2 separate regions of the Zea mays genome follow, and region 1 is linked to region 2. Evidence: chromatin contacts called from public Hi-C data. All regions are on one chromosome and are shown on one strand. The core of a region is the stretch at or near the end of the contact, and the rest is flanking DNA. Distances in the headings are between cores, read along the strand shown.

Region 1 (3,263 bases), core at 400-2,899, 260 kb after region 2:
GGGCTTGCAAATCCAGCACGTTGTATCTTCAGAAAGTAAAATGGGGGAATAGCAACAAACAAGGGAAATAAAGACAATGTAAGAATTCATATAAGTGGTTAAATTTGATTAAACATATCCCCTTTGAACTCTTTGTTGCACAAATAAAGACAATGCATGAGGACAATTTAAGGCCATACAAATAAAATGTTCCCGCAATGTGTAGACTTGCGCACACAAGGCGAAGTAGAAAAAGCTCTAACAGAGTCCATGGAGGCTCACTCAGGCATAGACCGTTGATCCACAAGGCCCCTTCCAGCAGCTGCCACCCGATCCTATATATGGATGGGCGTTGACAGCCTGGGCCAGACCTCCATGGGTCAAGCCCCAGAAGAAGCCCATCATCCATGCAAGGAGCCTTTTCCAAGAATTGGACGCAGAGCGACAAATCAGCCACCGTGGGTGCCACGAGTGGGTGGCCCTCCTCCGCTCCATGGGCGGCCCCCCAGGGAGGAAGCGAGCAACCTCGAGCGTTCACCCACCTTGGCAGCTCCATCAGCAAGACCTGCCCTCAGCTCATCTCACTTATAGATTGGCCAAGGGCGCGCGAGGCAGCATACGACATTAGCTCCCCCTCGGAGCAGATATCGCATCTGCCACAGATGGAGATAAGCAGTCGGTACACATAGCCAGCGCTGATTTAGCACAATGAAGCAAATAAAGAGAAACAAGCAGGCAACTGGAGCACATGTGCACGATCCATTTCCCTCGCCATACTTGAAGACCTTGGTCCCTCGCATGCAACTTTGTTAGGGTTAGAATTAGATCATGAGTTATGTGGGTTCACCTATGGAACCATACCTCCTTCAGAATTTCTGATGGGAAGCCACCAGCCTCAAATGAAGTTATTGGAGCCGGCACGTTATCCCCCTGCAAACAGGAAGAGAGACCCATCAACAAGGGACGAAAAGATAACATGATACGAGCTTGAGCTGCGTCTAACATTATAGCAGGAGATGTGGCCGCGTAGAATTCATACCGTGACGGTGATCTCATGGCGGCGTCGGTATGCCTCGGTGGACGGATAGTCGGCGACGGCTATCGGAGCCGGATGGTGGTGGGAAGACGCCGTCTTGGAGGACGCATGCTCGTCGTCACGGTCGCGGTCGCGGCGGTCGCGCCTGGGAGGGGTGCGGGATCGGGATCTGGACCTGTCGCGCCGGTCGCGGCTCCGGGGAGGCGGGGGAGGCAACGGGGGCGGGGGCGGGGGCAGCTGATTCTCAGGGGGCATAGGCCGCTCGTACTGCGTGACGTTCGTCTCCGGGTTCCAGTAGTACAGGTAGCCGGTGGTGCCGTCGACGAGGCCGCGCCACGGCTTGAGCAACGTCAGGTCATCCGGGGCGTACCGCGGGGCCGCGCGCCCGGTTGAGCCACTAGCTCCTGACATCAGAGCTGGCCGGATCTTTGGTCTCCTGCGATGCCTGCTCCGCGGAGGCGGCGAAGGGCGGCCGAGACGAGGGGCTCTGTGGCGGCGACGAGGACGATGCGGGGGTTTGGATTTGTGGTCTTGCCCTGTTTTCTTGCGTTTTTTTTTTAGCTCGAGGAGTTAGGACATGTCCGAGAGACCTTAAACAACGTTCGGAACCATAAAATACAGTTCAACAATGGTCTATTTTATTAAAATTCTAGAGTATGATGTCTCAATTTATAAGGAAGTGTTTGGTTTGTAGATACTAATTTTTAGTCTCTTTATTTTATATTATTTTAGTCTATACATTACAAAGTATAGAAATTAAATTTTTATTTTATTTTTTCATATTTAATAATTTAAGTATTAAAATGGAATTAAATGAATGTACTAAAAATTAGCCCATAAAACCAAACACCTCTAAATATAGTACCCTATATATTCGAGCCATAGTCTTGCTTTCTCTTAATATACAACTATTTATTTCTTAATAACATAATTTATTTTCTAATAGCATTATTTAAGGTCTAACTGTTAAGGTATAAAATTTGAGGCTCTATACACTTTAAAAGTGGTTCTATTTCAATTTTTAGGGCTCTATTTCAGAACTCCTTATTGAAGATGCTCTTAGCATATCTCCAGCACCTTACCCATATCTATACATATATTCAAACTCCACTCTGCGAACAATACAGTCTACAGCGTAGAACAGTGAAAAACAATGCTTTTGAGTAAACTTTGGATAGACTGCTGCAGACGGCCTTAGGGGTGAAAGATACGAACAAATAGTATCCTACAATAACATATTTCAATCGTGTTTGGGATCAGATACAAATAATTAGAAATGGGACGGATACATGTGTTGTGGGCCTTTATCTTCCGAAGGTCCTCAAAAACACGGTTAACCATTTGTTATCAGCATATTGCCAAGTCTTACAGGAGCTTCGGAACCAGAATAGCTTTGACGCGGAACGGTGGAAGCGTAATGAAGGTAGCTTTGTTATGACAACACGGGAAGATGATACAAGGTGTCATCCATGTCGCTGAGGGTAAAAGACAATGTTGTCCCTGTGATATTCGTAAACTTTATGTGTAATCTCTAAGGACATAAATGTAATATCGTACGAAGCTTGTTGGGGGCCTTCGGCTTCCGAAGGTCCTCAAAAACATGATTTAACAATGTCTCTAGAGTATATTGTATGAACAGGGATCTTCGAACAAAGGCCCACGGTGTGAAGAAGCACGGAAACAACACAAAGGATGGAGCAGAGCCGAAGCTGTACGCAAGGGAGCTTCGGCATGATGACAGAAAAGAGGAAACCGACTTAAAAAGGAAAAGACTATTTAGACCCGGATAAATTACTATAGAGTTGTTGTCATAGGCAAAGGGTCTGGATGTAATTTTACATGGGCTGCGACCCGTGCCTATAAATAGATGAACAGTACTCTCGTACTGTTCACGCTGATTTGGCATTCACTTTTGCGTCACGCTTGTATTCTCTTTCCTTCAAGCCGAAGGTACATTTGTAATTCATCATTGTTTACACAAGTAATATAAATGAAAATAGATTAGTAATAATGTTTACAGTAATTATGTTACTTTCTGTACTTTGTTTGAATGTTCTCCACCTTTTATCATGATCATGAAGGTATGTCCTTCATGACCTTCGTCCTAAATTCGTTATATCCGAGAGGAAATAATGATTTGAAGGACGAAGGGCTTTGATATTTAACATTTTATGTTGCCTTGTTCTTGATTCATAGCATTTGAGAACAAGTCCCCAACATTTTACTGTTGGGGGCCTTCGCCTTCCGA
Region 2 (3,645 bases), core at 22-2,521:
ATACCTTTCCCACAAAAGCATCTCTATCATGATGTTTAGCATGTCCTTATTTGAGTATCATATAGTATTAAGACACTATCACAGATTCTACCTGATATTTAGTATGTACTTATTTGCAAACACTCTTCCAATCCTCTCTCCAAATCAACATACATGTGTCATTTAGAACATTTATCTGATGTATATGGTGAAAATTTGACATATATTTATGTTAAAATGTTGGCATTTTCAATATAGTTTCTATGAAAATATAGCATTTCAAACAAAAGGTGGTTAATATATTGACTTGAAATGCACTTTCCATACTGAATCTAATAACGCTTTATGTTATCAGTGTATTTTTTTATAGATTAACGGTGAAGTTAAAAATATGTTTGACATAAGAACTGCTAAAACTAAAAATTGGAGAGACTAGATCTTATCATGTCATAAAATTTAATTTACACAAGGTTCTTGGTATGTTGGGAATGGCCCTGCTTCAACATATATTAAGGATGTCAAATAGCTTGATTTCAAGCCCAGGCCCATGTTTAACATCCCTCTTCCCTCAAACCGTGCATCACAAACTTGCAATTTAAGAGAATAGTACATATTTACCAACATTTAGTTCCAATGCATCCAAGGCTAATATGATAGTAAAGGGCATAGTTAGCACAAGAACAAAAGTAAATCTTGCCTTCAGAAGGATGCTCAAACCCGCAATCCTGAATGGCGCGAAGAAGCTCTGGCTTGAGCAGGAAGTCTCTGAACCCCGAGCTGTGGATCCCTACGTACCCCCTGTCAACACACAACACACAACGCGAAACCCCAATAGTTCAGATCAGACTACTCAACCACGAAATCTAGCAACAAAAGCTCTCCTATGGAACGTACTTCTTGACGACATCTGAGGAGCCGTTGGTGGGGGCGCCATCAATGACATTCTCCACCTCCTCCTCATAGTCGACTAGGTCCTCCTCGTACACCTCGTTGTCCTTCGCCTCACCCATACTTGCTGCAACAGTCAGCAACACCACGAACGAATGCATATGAGCATCACGGTGCATACAGACGATGCGAACCGCCGAAACAGCCGCAGAAGAGCATCAAAACGCTCACCTCGAGAGTCGAGATCTCGGGAGAAAAGGGAAGTGAACCGGTCGGTCCGCGGCGGAATCGACTGCAGAGAGAAGCGTCAAGCACGGCGATAATAAGAGGATGACGTGTGTTAGATTTTGGATCTAGGGTTCGTGGAGGATGAGAGAAAGCTAGGGTTTGGAACCTCGGGGCGGATTCGATCGCGAGTCGATTGACAAGGAAAGTGAGGGGTGCGTGCGAGACGAGACGAGACGAGGACGCGCCGGGTGGAGTCTGCTTCAATAGTAGCCCTGAACGTATAAACAAATTAAAATATACAGGGCCTAAACAATAAAACAGGAGTCTTATTTTAATGAAATTCATCTTACCGTCTTACGGTCCAGACTCATGAATACCATATTTGAGACCCAGAAAGTATCCACTCTATACTTTGTGTGTTGAACTGTTGATCACGCGAAATTTCGTTGGTGGTCTTCTTTCTCACTTCCACTCCATCTACTGGCAATCCGGTTGCACGCCCCCACCCGTCCCCTCCAACCTCCCTCCCAATTTGGCGCACGCACGTGCCCGTTCCCTCCATCTTCTGCTTCACGATTCGCCCACATGCCTCCGCTTAGATTTCGCGTTGTGGTTCTCGACGCCGGATCTGCTTGGTGCTCCCCTAGAAGCATGATGCTCCTCTCCATCCTCCCACATCCCCTGGTGTGTCTCTCTGTTCTCGTCTGGTGAATCTGCTTGGTGCTCCACGGGTACATTTTGTGTGGATGAACATAGTATTTGTGTTGAAAGAACAAGAAGTTGTTTGTGTATGTGTGAGTGAGCTTATTATCTATCTATGTGTAACAACCATGTTGTTGTTTCTGTGATGTAAGAACAAGAAGTTTTTGTGAAGAACGAGCCATTTGTGTGAATTGAGAACGGGAAGTTTGTGTATATGTATTGAGTTGCCCTAGTTTCTGCAAAGTAAGAAAATTGTGGGTTGTTCTCCTATAGTAGTCTGTTTTCTTATAGTTATCTATCATCGGTTATTTTTGTGGTGTCATATGCAAACTGGTAAGGCTAAATCATGTCCTGAATCTGTGTCTGCTTTCTTATTGCTATACCTGAATCATGTCCTAAGAAAAATGTTAGATCTTGCCCATTGACTGCCATCGAATCATGTGAGATCATGTGCATCTTTCCATTTAGTAACAAAAAGTTCCATATGCTTATTTATTTGCTTCGGCCACAATAAGTTATTTAGTTTAGGATGTTGCAATGTCCTTCAGTTTTTTAGGCCACATAATATGAGGTGCATCATTTATTTCGGCTTCTAAATCATTAGCTTCAGCACAACAATTTTTTAGTACCTCATTTGCTTCGGCCACTGAAATCGTGTTTCAGTACAACAATGTCAATGTTTAAGTACAACATTTGATTTGGCTACTGAAACTGTTACATCACAAGTTGTATAAACTGAAACAGGAAGTTGTATAAACTATAACAGAAAGTAAGAGATGAATGCATGGAACCCAATTACTGAATAAACCGACACTGAAACTTGGGCGAGGCACACCGCACGCACGCCTGGCATGGGCGACTTGGGGGGCCTTCGACGATTGTTGGATGACTAACAGAAATAGGCCGGTGGTTCCAACATAAACCTAGTTTAAGGCTCAATGGTTGGAAACGGACCTTCAATTTGGGCCCTAAACAAATTGAGTATGTAGCTAAATTGAAATATAGGGCCCAATTATTGGGCTCATGATTGAGTTGCTCTAAGGCGAGTGGAGTTCCGAGAGTCGTGGATGGCTGGATTGGAGAGGGAAGGTGTTGTATCCGTCGCCCACTTCGTGTGGAAAGATATTTGCGATTATGATACTCCCAAAGTCGCGGTTTAGCTGGATTGTTACTTCGAAACACATGCTCGCCAAAATGAGACTGCTATCGTCGATCTCTCGCTGGTTGGGTCCCTGTAGTCCGCAGTCGTGTTTAAGGCCTTTTGTTTCAGCTTTTTTACCTTATGGCCACCAGAAGCTGTTGCAGACTGTCAAATGATTAGCTTTTCAGCCCGCTTCTACGAGAATAACTTTAGTTAAAACTGTCCAAAATCAATGTAAATACAGAACCGACCGAGTCGTTGTAATAGTAGGAAATCATCACTTTCTACCTCCTAAACCCTATGAACTCTTTATCTTCCTCCGCATGTAATCTCTGTGATACTTAGATTGTCTCCATGGTCAAATTCTCTCTGCAGCCAGATTCTGAGAAAAAAGTTGAACCAAACAGGCCCTTAATCCGTTCGATGACAATAGGTTGACACTTTTGCCCCTCTCGCTTGTGATGTGTTCCCATTCTTCACCGTTCGACGCCGCAAAGCCCGACCTCCCCACGGCTATGGCATGGACCATGGTCCTATGCATGATTGACCCCCTGCCCTCGACGTGCTGCTTTTGGTGGCCACAGATTTTGGAGATGCAAGTGAGTACCCCGAGGTCCCGATAAGGAGTTCTGAATCACTAAAGCCAGTGAGCGGATCATCTACTCCACCGCAATGGCGGCCATGGGCGTGCACTTCTTTTTGTAACA

The links. Hi-C and Micro-C count contacts between places; a contact is called where the count stands out from the background.
Region 1: a Hi-C map of leaf shows a contact between it and region 2, with 2.7 times the contacts expected there. The contact joins the promoter of LOC103636001 here to the promoter of LOC100384654 in region 2. A contact is called at or near these places in 4 of 25 Hi-C or Micro-C datasets (leaf and tassel).

What each region holds. Positions count from the first base shown.
Region 1 is chr8:140,590,638-140,593,900 of Zm-B73-REFERENCE-NAM-5.0, forward strand. It overlaps LOC103636001 (DEAD-box ATP-dependent RNA helicase 40), which reads right to left and starts at 1,650. Exons shown (of 7, transcript XM_008658360.3): 1 at 1,019-1,650; 2 at 841-909; 3 at 1-26. The coding sequence starts at 1,426.
Region 2 is chr8:140,331,876-140,335,520 of Zm-B73-REFERENCE-NAM-5.0, forward strand. LOC100384654 reads right to left here and starts at 1,272. Exons shown (of 13, transcript NM_001177139.1): 1 at 1,262-1,272; 2 at 1,099-1,159; 3 at 874-994; 4 at 677-777. The coding sequence starts at 989.